Regions from separate parts of the Sus scrofa genome. Here region 2 is linked to region 1. A link is a contact called in public promoter capture Hi-C data. All regions are on one chromosome and are shown on one strand. The core of a region is the stretch at or near the end of the contact, and the rest is flanking DNA. Distances in the headings are between cores, read along the strand shown. Region 1 overlaps LRP5 (low-density lipoprotein receptor-related protein 5). Region 2 holds the start of C2H11orf24.

Region 1 (6,435 bases), core at 1,576-4,075:
CCCCTCGCATCCATCCGTCTGTCCGGGAGGATTAGCCGAGGCTCAGGGCCGAGGAATAAGGGGTGCGTTTGTTCCCAGGCTGGCTGTCTTGTCACTTATCAGGGAAGTAGGTCGGAGGCAAAAGAAAGGAGGCCCTTGTGGCCGCGGCTGCCGCCGCCCGGGCTGTGATTGGCGTTGACTCTGCAGACAGAAGGCAGCTGCTGTTCTCAGCCATGGACCGTGAATTTTTAATAGCACGAAAATCAGACTGCACAGTCCCAGGAAACGGTGTCACAGGCCCCAGCTCTAACTTGCTTTTTTTTTTTTTTTTCTTTTTTTTGGGAAATTGAGGTGCAACTTGCAGACGGTAAAAAGCACAGCTTCTGAGTGTATGGAAGGGTTTGTCTCGAGGAGCTCTGGCAGTTGTGTCCCGTCTGCATAACCACCGGCCCGCGCCAGACACAGAGCAGCCCCACCACCCAGAAAATCCCCCGGCGCCCGTGGCGGCCCCCTTCCCCCTCCACGAGGGCAGCCGCTGTCCTGACGCCCTTCACCACGGATTAGTCTTGCCTGTTCCGGAACGTCAGAGAAATGGAGCCACACAGCATGTGTGCTTTTGTGTCTGAGTCTGAAGACTTTTAAATCGAATGAAAGAGGAGAGGGGAGCAGGCCATACTCTTAGAAAGAAAACACCGGCATCGTGGGGCTGGGCCGTAAGACACGGCGCCTCCTGGGCAGCCCCCTCGGTGCCCTTGTCCACGGGCCGCAGTTAGACGGCAATCACCCCCTCCCCCACGAGCCCCGTCCCTCCCAGCCTGCCCGCTGTCCGCCTTGTTCCCGCAGCCAAGCCCAGCTCCAGCCTGGCCTTGGACTGACCTGCGGGCTCAGAGGGCTCCCTTTATCTTTGGAGGCCAGTCCTGGGCTCTCAGGGGCCAGGCCCCAGGGGACCGCCCCCCTCCCCGCCCTGGGCCACTCAGAGGAAGGCCTTGCCATGCCAGCCCCGCCTGGCCACCTGCCCTCTGGTGCCCTCTCAGACTTTGGCGACAGCTGCAGGTTCCCTGTCTAGGACCCACTGATGGGGTCCTTGTGCCTTGTGACTTTTCTAATTCTCTGGAAGCAGCACCCAGCACACCTGGCCCTGGGTGTGCTGGGCCGAGCCCTTGGGCTGCAGGCTTATTAGTGCAGAGAATCAGGTGGTTCCTTTCCACTCCTAGCTCGCGGGCAGCCCACCTGCGCCCCTGCCTCTCTGCCCACGGCATGGAGCCCCTTCCCATGGGCTCAGGCCTCCACTCAGCATCGCCAGCCCCGCCGGGAGGTGTTTCGCTCTGTTCCCATCTCCACGGGGAAGGGGGACGGGTGGACTCTGCCTTCCCGCGGGACCCCTGTCAGGCCTAGAAGAGAGCTGGGAAAGCTGGTTAGTTGCCCTCAGGAGCATCTGCTCTGCCAGAGCTGTCGTCCTGGAACCGGGAACAACTCTGGTGACTGTGCCCAGTGGGGCTGCCCCAGGTCCCTTCCGTGCCAGCCACAGGGACATGGTCTGGTGGGAATCTGAGCATCCGCCTCCGGCCTTGATCCTCCCTGATGTGGCTGTGGCCCCGATGAAATGCAGTGCTTTCCTGCCTCGTCGACCTGGGAGTGCCCGTCAAGGTCGGGTCTCCGAAGGTGCCTGACAAATTGTAACGTGGGGTGCTCTTTAGTTGAACTGTGAGAACTGCGGGTGCTTGACCACCTCTGAGCTAGAGAGGCAGTGTTTTCATACAGCTCAGCCCACTCTGTGAGTTTGGCCTCCACCACTGGGCAGGCTGGGCGAGCTTAGTGTTTCTCGGGGGTCACCGGGCAGGCACACTTCGGAGCCCTGTGCTCCTTGCAGGGGGCTGTGGGAGAGGGTCTGGGACCGGCCTGCTTTGTAAGCACGGACAGTCAGCACTCAAGGCCACAGGGGACAGGGCAGAGACAGGACTGGAACCTAGGCAGCCTGGCCCAGGGGCCGCGCCAACCCCTGCCTGCACCGCCTGGGCCCGGGAGCGCCCACGTGCCGGGCACCAAGGTCACTTATGGTACACCTGTGGTCCGCCTGGGCTCAGAAAGGCCCTCCGTGTGGGCTTTTTAAAGAACTGAGCCACCCGCCTGAAGAGGTGGGACACAGCCTTCTGCAGGCAAGTCACCAGCTGTTAGACAGCCCCTTCCCCGCATTCCTGCTTTTCGGGGGACCAGGCTGCCTGCCCACTTTGCCCTGCCAACCATGCTTTGTTCGTAGGTCTCTCTCCCGACCCTCGCCCAGCCTGCCGAGATGGCTCCTTGGGTGCGTGAGTTCAGTGCCCCTGGGAGGGGACAGGCTCTGGGGTGGTGGCCTCGAGCCCCAGGGCTCACCGGCTTTGTCATGGGACCCTTGCAGCCTCACCGGGGGCCTTATCCACACCGAGGTCCCACCTGTGAGGGGACTGGCCAGGTGGCTTGCTCAGGGTCCCCCAGTGAGGAAATGGGCTGGGAGCCAAAGTCGGGTGTGACTTTGTGTGGGGCTGCCTGTGTGGCGAGGGGCAGAAGGACCACGTGAGGAGCCTGGGGACAGGGCAGGAGGGGGCTGGCTCTGGGGGGTGGGGGTCCCAAGCCTGGCACTGACCCTGTCACTCTCTGGCCACCCCCCGGCTTCAGGGCAGAGGGGTCACCCCATTTCAGAGCTGTGCACTCAGGCCCAGACTCCAAGCGGGGTGCCTGCCTGGCGGTTCCGGGGGGCTGTAAGCCCACCCTCCCCCCGCCTCCTCCCCTAGTGCTGGCCAGGCGGCCCGGGGCGGGCCCTGCGGGTGGACAGCTGCTTGGGCTTCAGGTTTCCAGCCAAGCCAGCGCCCAGCCCAGCCACTTCCTCTGTGCTTTTGACCCTGTGGTCACTCCGTGTGGTTTCCTGGGCCAGGGTGCCGGGCTGTGGGGTCGGTGTTTGTCCAACCACTTACCCCGGGGGGGCGGTGGAAAAAATCAATTGCTAAAGAACCAAAATAAGCCAGCTGCCTGCAGACCACGAAGCTGTTTCTGACCTTAGGAACTGCCGTGTGGACGACGGTGGCCTGTGCTGGGACCAGGCTCTGGCCCTGTGGCTGCAGCCTGGGTCATGGTCAAGGTCGGCACTGCCTCTTGTGGGGGCTGCGAGGGGGGAGACAGGCTAAGGAGCCCCTTGAGCTGGGACCACAGCTGAGGACACCTCAGGGCGGCGGGAAGGCTGGTCTCGCTTCTGACTTCAGCAGGAAAAGAAGTTGGCAGGAAGAACCGTCCGGGGGGTGGTGCCGGCCTCGGGGGCGAGCATCCTCGTGGGGGCTGGTCCTTCCCTGGGGGTTGTGACCTTGAAGCTGTGGTTGGTTCCGTGAGGGACGGATGGGATGGCCACCGGCCTGCTGGGTTGGAGGCTGGGAGCTCAGGGGCCCTGCCTCTCTCACCTGGGTTGATTTGGCTGGTCCGTGCCCTGGATGTGCTGTTATTTTGCCCCTTTTCCCACGTTGGGGTATGGAGGGAGGGGATTAACCGTGAGGCCCTTTTAGGTAGGTCCCCACGCGGGGTAACTGTCGCGGGGCCCTCCTGGGCCGCAGGGGGCTGTGGCTGCTTCTGCTCCATCCTTTCCTCCTGCTGCTGTTCTTCCTCCCAAAAGGCTCAGAACCTGGAGGCCAAGTAGATCACCGTGCGTGGCAATTTGATGGAGGCCTAGGGTGCTCCCCAGCCCCCCGTCACCCAGGGAGAAGGACCCCGGGGGTCCGCAGGGTCCAGATCCCCCTCCTCCCAGACTCACCTAAGGATGAGCCCAGCACCCGTCTTCGGAAGCCTGCATTTTCCCTTGTGATGAAGTGACACTTATCTTCACTGGAGAAGGGGAAACATCATTAAAAAAGAAAAACAGAGGCAAAAACAAAAAGCACCCATAATTTTGCCACCCGGAGATCGCTGCTGTTAACCTCTTGAGGTGCTTCCTCGTCTTTTTGTCGAAGCACACGTCCCGGTTTGTGAGATTTGTTCTCGTTGTAAGTGCAACATCAGAGCCGACTTTCCTTTTTTTGGAAAAAGTTTTGGATGAAAGTGTAGCTGATTTGTAGGTTGTGTCCCTTCCTGCTGTGCAGCACAGTGGCCCAGTCACGCACATGCACACATTCTTTTTCTCATGCCGTCTTCCGTCGTGTTCTATCACGAGAGATTGGATGTAGCTCCCTGTGCTATAGAGAAGGACCTCATTGCGTATCCCTTTTTTTTTTGGTCCTTTTAGGGCCGCAACCATGGCATATGGAAATGCCCAGACTAGGGGTTAAATCAGAATTGTAGCCGCCGGCCTACACCACAGCCACGGCAACGCCAGATCTGAGCTGCATCTGCGACCTACACCACGGCTCACGGCCACGCCGGATCCTTAACCCACTGAGCAGGGCCAGGGATGGAACTCATGTCCTTATGGATACGAGTCAGGATCGTTACTCCTGCTTATCCATTCTAAATATAGTCCTTTGCACCTACCAGCCCCAAACTCCCCGTCCATCCCACTCCCCCTCCGCCGCCCCAGCAACCACAGGTCTGCTCTCCACGTCTGTGAGTCTGTTTCTGCTCTGCAGACAAGGTCAGAAAGAGAAATACGGCTGCCTTGCCCCCTTACCCTAAGCCGGCTTTTCCTGCCTCTGCCCTTCTCCAGAGCCTGCTGTGGGGTGCCCTGTAAGGAGGGACCAGGACCCCAGCCCTGTCATTTATGAATCTTGAGATTAGCGACAGGGTTTGGGTTTTGCCGTTTTCACGAAACCTCGGGGACCCTCTGTGAGCAGGAGCCCATGTGCATTTCTAGCTGCTGCCTTGGGCTGGCTTCTCAGAGGGGAAGTTACCGGGTTGCAGGGTCTCTGAGCCGTGTTGCCGTCTAGGAAGCGAGCACCCGGGACAGTCCCCTGGGAGGTGGGGACATGCTGCCCCCACGCTGAGCATGAAAGAGTCTTCTGATGGAGCTGGTGGCCGTGGCCTCTCCCTGCCACTAGCGTGTTACCGAGAGGTGCCTGTTTCTCGTGGTTGCTGGTGGTGTATTTTTTTCTTCTGCGAATTTGCTTGTGGTCTTTACCTGTTTACTGTTGGGGTCTGAGGAGTTTTCTTTTTGATTTACATACCTTTTAACTTCATTTTTTCTCTTCTTCTTTTGGCCGCTCCCGCGGCGTGTGAAAGTTCTCAGGCCAAGGATTGAACCCGAGCCACAGCAGCGACCCAGGCTGCTACAGCGACACCCCCAGATCCTTAACCCGCCGCACCCCAGGAGAACTCCTTCACTTTCCTTTTAAAAACTTAACAGACTTTATTTTTTAGGGCCGTGTTGGGTTTACAGGAAAGTGGAGCAGAGAAACGGAGGGTTCCTCTCCATCCACTCTCCCTCCTGATGTCGTTTCCTTATCCTTAGAATTTATTTCTAGGAGTTCCCTGGTAGCCTAGAGGTTAAGGACCCAGTGTTCTCACTGCTGTGGCTCCAGTTCGATCCCTGGCCTGGGAATTTCCACATGCCTCAGGTGCAGCCAAAAAAAACCAAAAAAACCAACAACAACAACAACAAGAAATTGACTTTTCATGTTGGAAAAAGTCACATTTCCCATACAAGAGTTAGCAATCCCCCACCCACGGGCCAAATGGCTCCCTGTCTGTGGGGGCAGCCACAGGCTAGGAGTGGTTTTTACGTGGTTGAAAGAAAATCATGAGCAGGAGGTCTTGTGACCCGGGACAGTGGTAGGACCGTCCGGTTTCCGTGTCCACACACAGCCTCGTGTTCGCACACCTCTGTATTGGCACCATCTGGGCTGGCTTTCGTGCTGCAGTGGTGGAGCTGAGGCTTTGGGAGGTGGCCAGCCTGCCACGCCCGGGGCATCTGCCGTCAGGCCCCCCGTGGAAAGCGCACAGACCCCTGCCAGAGACTGGAGGGCAGGCTGGAGTCCTCCCTAGAGAATGTGGCAGCCGTTCTCGTGAGTTTCCTGCTGGCACAGGCTGGGGTGGCCGCGTGGGTTGTGTAGCCAGGCTCCCACTGTGGGCACGGCCTGCTATTTGCATGAGGCTTCCTTGCACATGGGGCTGGACTCCGAGCTCCCCTGGCGTTCTGCTCGCAGCCTGTGTGACAGCTCAGACTCTCAGGGGTCCCCAAGCTGAGAGCAGACACGCACACCTCACCCCGGGGAGAGGGGCGGTGGTCGGTCAGCCCCTTGCTGTGCCTTCTGTCTGGAGGTCCCGCCCTGGAACCTGTCTTTCTATGGAAACTGTCCCCTCACTCTCTGCTCCTCGCATGTTGGGGTTTGAATTGCGTCCCCCTCAAAAGACATGAAGTCCCACCCCCTGGACCCTAATTTGGAAATTGGGTCTTTGCAGAAGTAACCCAGCTAAGCGGGTGGTCCTGCTGGATCAGGACGGGCCCTAACCCCCGTGACGGGCACCTCGTGCAGGGGACCCCCAGGTGCCGATGCACGGGGAGGAGGG
Region 2 (6,435 bases), core at 2,350-4,849, 84 kb before region 1:
ACTGGAGGGAGGGACCCACATCCCCGCATTGCCTTGGTCATGATACCGGGAAATGACAAAATGCATTAAACGTTTCCGGGTCAAAACGTTTGATGCCCCACTTTCCACTGCTGGGATTTTCTTCTAAGGAACCAACTGGACGGACGTCCAAAGATGGAGACACACGATGGAGTCCATCATGGGTATCACAGGGAAAAGTCAGAAAAGTTCTGCCAAATTTGGTCTCATCCATATGTAAAATTCTATGGCAGGTGTTGGAAAGTATGCAAATTTCTATTTATTGACATGGGAGGATGTAGAGCACATGTGAAGTCAAAAAAAGCAGGTCACACAACAGCATCCACACATGACCCTGCTTTTATTGATAGATAGTTGCCGAGGAGTTTGAAAAAACTCACACCAGAACATGAACAAAGAGGATCCCTGGCAAAGGAATTTTCTGTGGGTTTCACTTTCTACTTCACATCCTTTTTTAAAAAGGATTATTATTATTATTATTTTTGGCTGTGCCTGTAGCATGCAGAAGGTCCCAGGCCAGGGATCAAACCTATGCTGCAGCAGTGACAACACCAGATCTTTAACCTGCTGAGCTACCAGGGAACTCCTTTTTTTTTTTTTTTTTTTTTTTTTTTTATGGCCGCATCCATGGCAGATGGAAGTTCTCAGGTCAGGGGCTGAATCTGAACCACAGCTGTGGCAACACCTGATCCTTAACCCACTGTGCCAGGCTGGGGATCGACTCTGTGCCTCAGCAGTGACCTGAGCTGCTGCAGTTGGATTCTTAATCCACCACCCACCACGCCACAGTGGGAATTCTTTTTTTCTTTTTTTTAACAGATTACTCTTGGAAAGCACCCCTCAGAGGCTCCGATGGAGAAAAAAATGTCTTGATTTTTAAGGCAGAAAGGCAGAGGAATCCTATGTGATACAGTTTTACACTTAGATATTAATAATTTAGAGAAACTTCATGATTTACATACTAGGAGATGCATTTTTCTAGGAGCCCACCAAACTTTGCAGGAATCCAGGAGCACAGTTGTAACGTGAAGCTATTAGCTGGCATGAATGATTCTCTTTTTGAGGAATATCTAACGTAAACTCAGGAGATGAAAGAAACTCATCACCTCCTAGAGCAGCCGCTATCACTAGGGGGTGATGCCTGAGGACCACTACGGGCCTACTACCCATCACGGATACCTGCCTGCACACACACGTATGCATGGATTCACACTCATGGGCACACAGCTACAGAGGCACACACACTGCCATGCATGTACGCGTGCAGCCACACACGTGTGTGCGCAATCATGCACAGAGATAGCTACACATACAAGGTGGGTGCACGCACAAGAAGCATCTCCCTGCAGCTCTCTGGGGAAACGCAGCGAGTCTCTCAGGAAAGCTCTGCTGGGGGCCCTCGTTGCTTATGCGCTCAGCCCGTGGGGCTGGTGATCCCTCGAACAGGCACAGGAATTGGCCGCTGTGCAGACTCAAGAACAAGTCCTCGTGCCATGACTTCAGCTCTCTGGTATGGTCCTGCCTCCATTGTCCACCAGCATATTCTAAATGCCAAGATCCCCACGCGAGGACCTGTGCTAATCTAAGCTGACTCAGGGCGGACAAAGCACTGCATAGACTTAGAATGATAGTTTCCCCTGCAGAGGCTTTAGTGAGCCTTCCATAAGGGTCTGGCCAGTTATTATCAAGGTCTCAGACTACAGCAGGTGAAAAGGCAAGGGACCTCTGGGCCAGAAGGGCTCAGTTAGTCTCGAGGAGAGCAAGGCAGGTGGAAGACAGGAGGGCAGGCCATGCTGGGAGTTCCTCTTGTTCAGGGGGCAGCGCCCCCACAGGCCAGGCAACATTCTCTTGGAAAGGCACCCACATAATGGGCCCCCGGGGTGCCAACTTCCCGATCCTTCTCTGGTCCTTGATGTTGTGCTAAGTCTCAACACCTCCTGTCTCTGATTTCTCGTGTTCCCAATCTTGGCTTGATTTTTAACTTTTATGAAACTGTTATACACAGGGTGCTGCGTGCAAGTTACATGACATAGACTCTAAGCTGCCTAATTCCTTTTTCTGGCTTACACAGGTTCTTGGGCCCAACTCAGGCGTTACCCGCCCCCCCCACCCATTCCATCACACTAGGAACTTACTGATCAGCAGCAATGTGGCCCCAGCTGCTACCCCAAGCTGGGGAAACTAAACACACCAAGGAGCAGGGATTGCGGAAACAAATACAGGGCAGACCACAGATACCTGTCTTGACACGTCACCTGGCTGAACTTTGGTATCAGAACCCAAGGAACACAGGCTTGTGGTTTTGTGCATATAGACATTGTCCTGTGGTCCAAAGGATGTGTCTCTGTGGCAGATGGGAATCTGGCGCACTAGATAACATCTTAATTACACTGCTTCCTTCCAGGTTTCTGCAAGTTTTGGTATCAGGCTAAATGCTCTGAGCAAGAGCCTACTTCTTGCGGGCTGTGTGGGTAAATCTGACATTCCTCTGTCCGTCAGGCAAGTCTAGCATGTAAGGAGAAAATCTGGATTGAAATTTTCGAGATGCTTCCTCCAGGGAGGGGAAAAGAAAGTTTATCGTCGAGGCAGATGTCTAAGTAGAAATTTACGTTTTATGGCCAACTATGTGGATGCTGACTCCTAACAGCTAACTGCACCCACTACATAGGTGCCCAGACTCACATGGGGGAGGCAGGCAGGTAGATGGAAATGCACGACCCCCTTCCAGGTAGAGAACGCCTGGCTTGCCAAAAGGGCCAACTCTCTTTGAGCATAACACTTCCTGGGGCCCAACCTTGGCCGGCAAGACTGTTTGTCTCCCCACCCATATGGCAGCGTCCCGACTTTCCCCTCCTCTGTCCCAAACTGAACTCACCCAGCCTCTTCTCTGGCTTGGGGTCCCCGTAAGCCCTTCTCCTGCCTCCTTGGGCTCCCATCCATCCTCCTTGGGAGTCTCGGTCCCCAACTGACTCCTATTCCTTCCTCTCCTCCTACTTCTCACCTCCAATCCTCACCAGCTTGCAGTGTCCCCATTCATTTTTTCCCTTGTCCCCTTCTCTGCCTCCTGTGCCCGAAGATGCCCTCCTCTGCCTCCCGTGCCCCCATGCCCCCTACTATGCCTCCCGTGCTTGAAGGTCCCCTCCTCTGCCTCCTGGGCCCCCATGCCCCCTCCTCTGCCTCCCGTGCCCGAAGGTCCCCTCCTCTGCTTCCGTGCCCGAAGGTCCCCTCCTCTGCCTCCCGGGCCCCCATGCCCCTACTATGCCTCCCGTGCCCGAAGGTCCCCTCCTCTGCCTCCCGTGCCCCTATACACCCCTCCTCCTGTCCCCCACCTCCCTCTCTCAGCCCCAAGCCGGTTCAGGCAGCGGTGACAACAGCTCCCCGGACGGCAGAGCAGGCCCCTTACCCGGGCGCGGCAGGCCTGCGGCGGCCCGGCGGCCCTCGGGCGGCGGGGAAGCGCCCGCGGTCGGTGTGGGGACGTGGCCAGCAGTGGAGCAGCACGACCGAGAGCCAGGACAGCTCAGAGCAGCCGCCAGGGCTCCGGCCCCGCCCGGACCGCCCCGGAGATGACGTCACGAGAGGGCGGGTCCTGGAGGGCGGGGCAGCCTCGGCTGACGCTCAGAACAGCCCGGCGGCTCCTGGTGCTGCCGGATTCGAGCCGGAAGCGAGGGGCGTGGCCGCGTCAGGGCTCCGCCCACCGCGGGGCGGCTCGGGCGAAGTCCCGCGCGGGCCGGAAGCGGCAGTTTCGGACCGATCGCTGGCGGAAGTGGTGGTGCTTGGGCTCCGCTGGGACTGTGGACCCCGCCCTGTGGGGACCGAGGTGCCACGGCTGGGCTGGGTGAGCCCAGACCTATGACGTTGGCGTGCAGGTCACCCGAGGGGGGGGACCCTGCGACGTGCCCGCCCTCTCTAGACTCCATCCACAGCCCCGGGGGCAGGCGCCGGGGATCCCAGAAGCAAGTAACAGTCGAGACCGCGGCCGGCGTGTTTCGAGCGCCTACAACGTGCCAAGCGCTGGGCTTGGTTCTGTGATTTAACTGCTGTGAGGCGCTTAGCCCCGGTTTTACAGACCCTGAAACTGAGCCTCTCGAGATGTTTTGAGATTGTGAGACGTGGAATAACTGGAGCAAAACAGTGTAGAGGAAAGCGTATGGGACTTGACCTTCGTTCGAAGTAGCTTCGTAAGTTACAAGTTTTGTGATTGTACCCGAGTCTAAAACTTTCTCCAGTCCCCCCAAGTCCAAACCAGAGCCTGTCTGTGAAAGACCATCTCAAAGGGAATAATCCAAAAGGCTTTATTTTCAGACAGTTATAAAAAACTTGTCTTATAAAAAACTCGTCTTGGGGTCCTGGGCTAAGAAACTAAGCCAGACCCAGAAAAGTGAGGGTGCAAAGATGGGATCAGCTCCCCAGCTCTGAGCTCTGGGAGCACCTGAAACTCACTTTAGAAGTGTCACATCCAGGAATTCCTGTCTTGGCTCAGTGGTTAACGAATCCGACTAGGAACCATGAGGTTGCGGGTTCGGTCCCTGCCCTTGCTCAGTGGGTTAAGGATCCGGCGTTGCCGTGAGCTGTGGTGCAGGCCGCAGACGCGGCTCGGACCCCGCGTTGCTGTGGCTCTGGCGTAGGCCGGTGGCTGCAGCTCCGATTCAACCCCTAGCCTGGGAACCTCCATATGCCGAGGGAGCGGCCCAAGAAATAGCAACAACCACAACAACAACAACAACAAAAAGACAAAAGACAAAAAAAAAAAAAGAAGTGTCACATCCAGGAATTCCTGTCTTGGCTCAGTTGCGGGTTCAGATAGATTCCCTGGCCTCGCCCAGTGGGTTAAGGATCCAGCGTTGCCGTGAGCTGTGATGTAGGTAGTAGATGCAGCTCGGGTCCCGAATTGCAGTGGCCCTGGCGTAGGCTGGCAGCTACAGCTCTAATTAGACCCCTAGCTTGGGAACCTCCATAGGCCTGGGTGTGGCCCTAGAAAAGACAACAGCAACAACAGACCTATCACATCCAGTTCAATCTCATGGTTTCAGGCGGTGTAGCCCTTACCCTGTAAGGGATAGGTTTGCTGAGAGGCCAGCCAGGTGGGAGAGTTTGTGAAGACAAGATCCTTTTGCTTTGGGTTTGCTTTAATTTTCACAACAAGCTCAGCTCTAACATGAGAAGCGCAGTCAGTATCTGTTCAATTCACAAATGAAAATATACCCAAACAGCCAGTTGTGGTTCTATGCTCGGCTTCCTCAAAATCAGTTTCTGTGCTTTTATTTCCTCTTTGGTAAAATCGGGACAGTTTTTACTGCTGAGGCTGAAATTACAAAGATGAGACAAGCTCTCCTTTTCAAGGAGCTCAGAGTCTACGGCCAGGATCTGCTGACCCTCTGTCTGTTTTTCTAGTAAAGTTTTATTGGAATACATCTGTGCCTCTTGGTTATGTATTGTGTGGCTGCTTTTGCACTGCAAGGGCAGAATTGAATAGTTGGAGCAGAGACCCTGCGGCCCACAAAAACCTGAAGTATTTACTGCCTGGTCCTTTTCAGAAAATGCTTGTAAAGAAAGCCCCAGTGTAGAGTGTTGCTAGAAAATGGGTTTTGGGGAGAGAGAGAGAAAGAAAGGGAGGGAAGGAGAAAGGGAGGAAGGAAGGAAGGAAGGATGGGCTTCAGGCAACAATGGAAATATCTTTGGGAAACCCATTCTCTTGTAGGGGAATCTGACAACTTTGAGTGAATTGGGAGGACCTGGCACCTATCACGGCAGAGCTCTGGGAACCACATAACTGCTTCTGTAGAGCATTATGAAGAGTAAAACAGGCTGGGAGAGCTGCTTTTTTTTTTTTTTTTTTTTTTTTTTTTTTTTTAGTTCCCAAGCTAGGGGTTGAATTAGAGCTGCAGGTCTACGCCACAGCCACAGTAATGCAGGATCTGAGCCACGTCTGTAACCTACATGGCAGCTCATAGCAACTCCGGATCCTTAACCTATCGAGCAGAGCCAGCAGAGCCAGGGATCGAACCTGTGTCCTAATGGATGCTTGTCAGGTTTGTTACCTCTGTGCCATCCACTCTGATGGCAGCGGATGAACTAAAGACAGAAGGATACGCTCCAGTCTACAAGCTCTGTCTCAGGGCTCGGAGGCTCTCAGGCGCTTTCTATGCAGAAAGAGCTAAACAGCAAACTCAGCTCGGGCCTCATGGTTGTTGATTTATTATTTGACTATAAGGCCGTGCTAGGTCTCATGGGTAAAAGTCAGGGCCTCCTTCACTTTTTCGCTGAGTGACAGCAGGCAAGAGGCTTAGCCACGCTGTGCCTCAGTTTATGCTGCAGTCAAGGCACATTACTCGTGGTGTTTATGTTTTAAAAAGTCGCCGTGACTGCTGAGTGACTGCTGAGTCATTGCTCCCAAGGAGAAAATGAGACTGATACTCA

What was found. Promoter capture Hi-C pulls out the DNA fragments that hold promoters and counts their contacts.
Region 2: a promoter capture Hi-C map of skeletal muscle shows a contact between it and region 1, with 4 times the contacts expected there. The contact joins the promoter of C2H11orf24 here to the enhancer-like site in region 1. A contact is called at or near these places in 3 of 5 promoter capture datasets (fetal skeletal muscle, liver and skeletal muscle), 11 of 47 Hi-C or Micro-C datasets (brain, embryonic fibroblasts, fetal liver and 6 more) and 2 of 2 datasets of contacts at active chromatin or transcription factors (alveolar macrophages and skeletal muscle).

What each region holds. Positions count from the first base shown.
Region 1 is chr2:4,594,616-4,601,050 of Sscrofa11.1, reverse strand. The region is part of intron 5 of LRP5 (low-density lipoprotein receptor-related protein 5); the gene reads left to right. Among named protein-coding and RNA genes, the nearest start is that of LRP5, 56 kb to the left of the region's middle. Within about 2 kb of position 2,825, at least 5 of the 83 cell types and tissues checked have an H3K27ac peak or open chromatin away from gene starts, as enhancers often do. A contact at or near this core is called in fetal liver, fetal skeletal muscle, liver and 1 more, where this site is marked.
Region 2 is chr2:4,679,368-4,685,802 of Sscrofa11.1, reverse strand. C2H11orf24 reads right to left here and starts at 3,599. Exons shown (of 4, transcript XM_003480654.4): 1 at 3,422-3,599.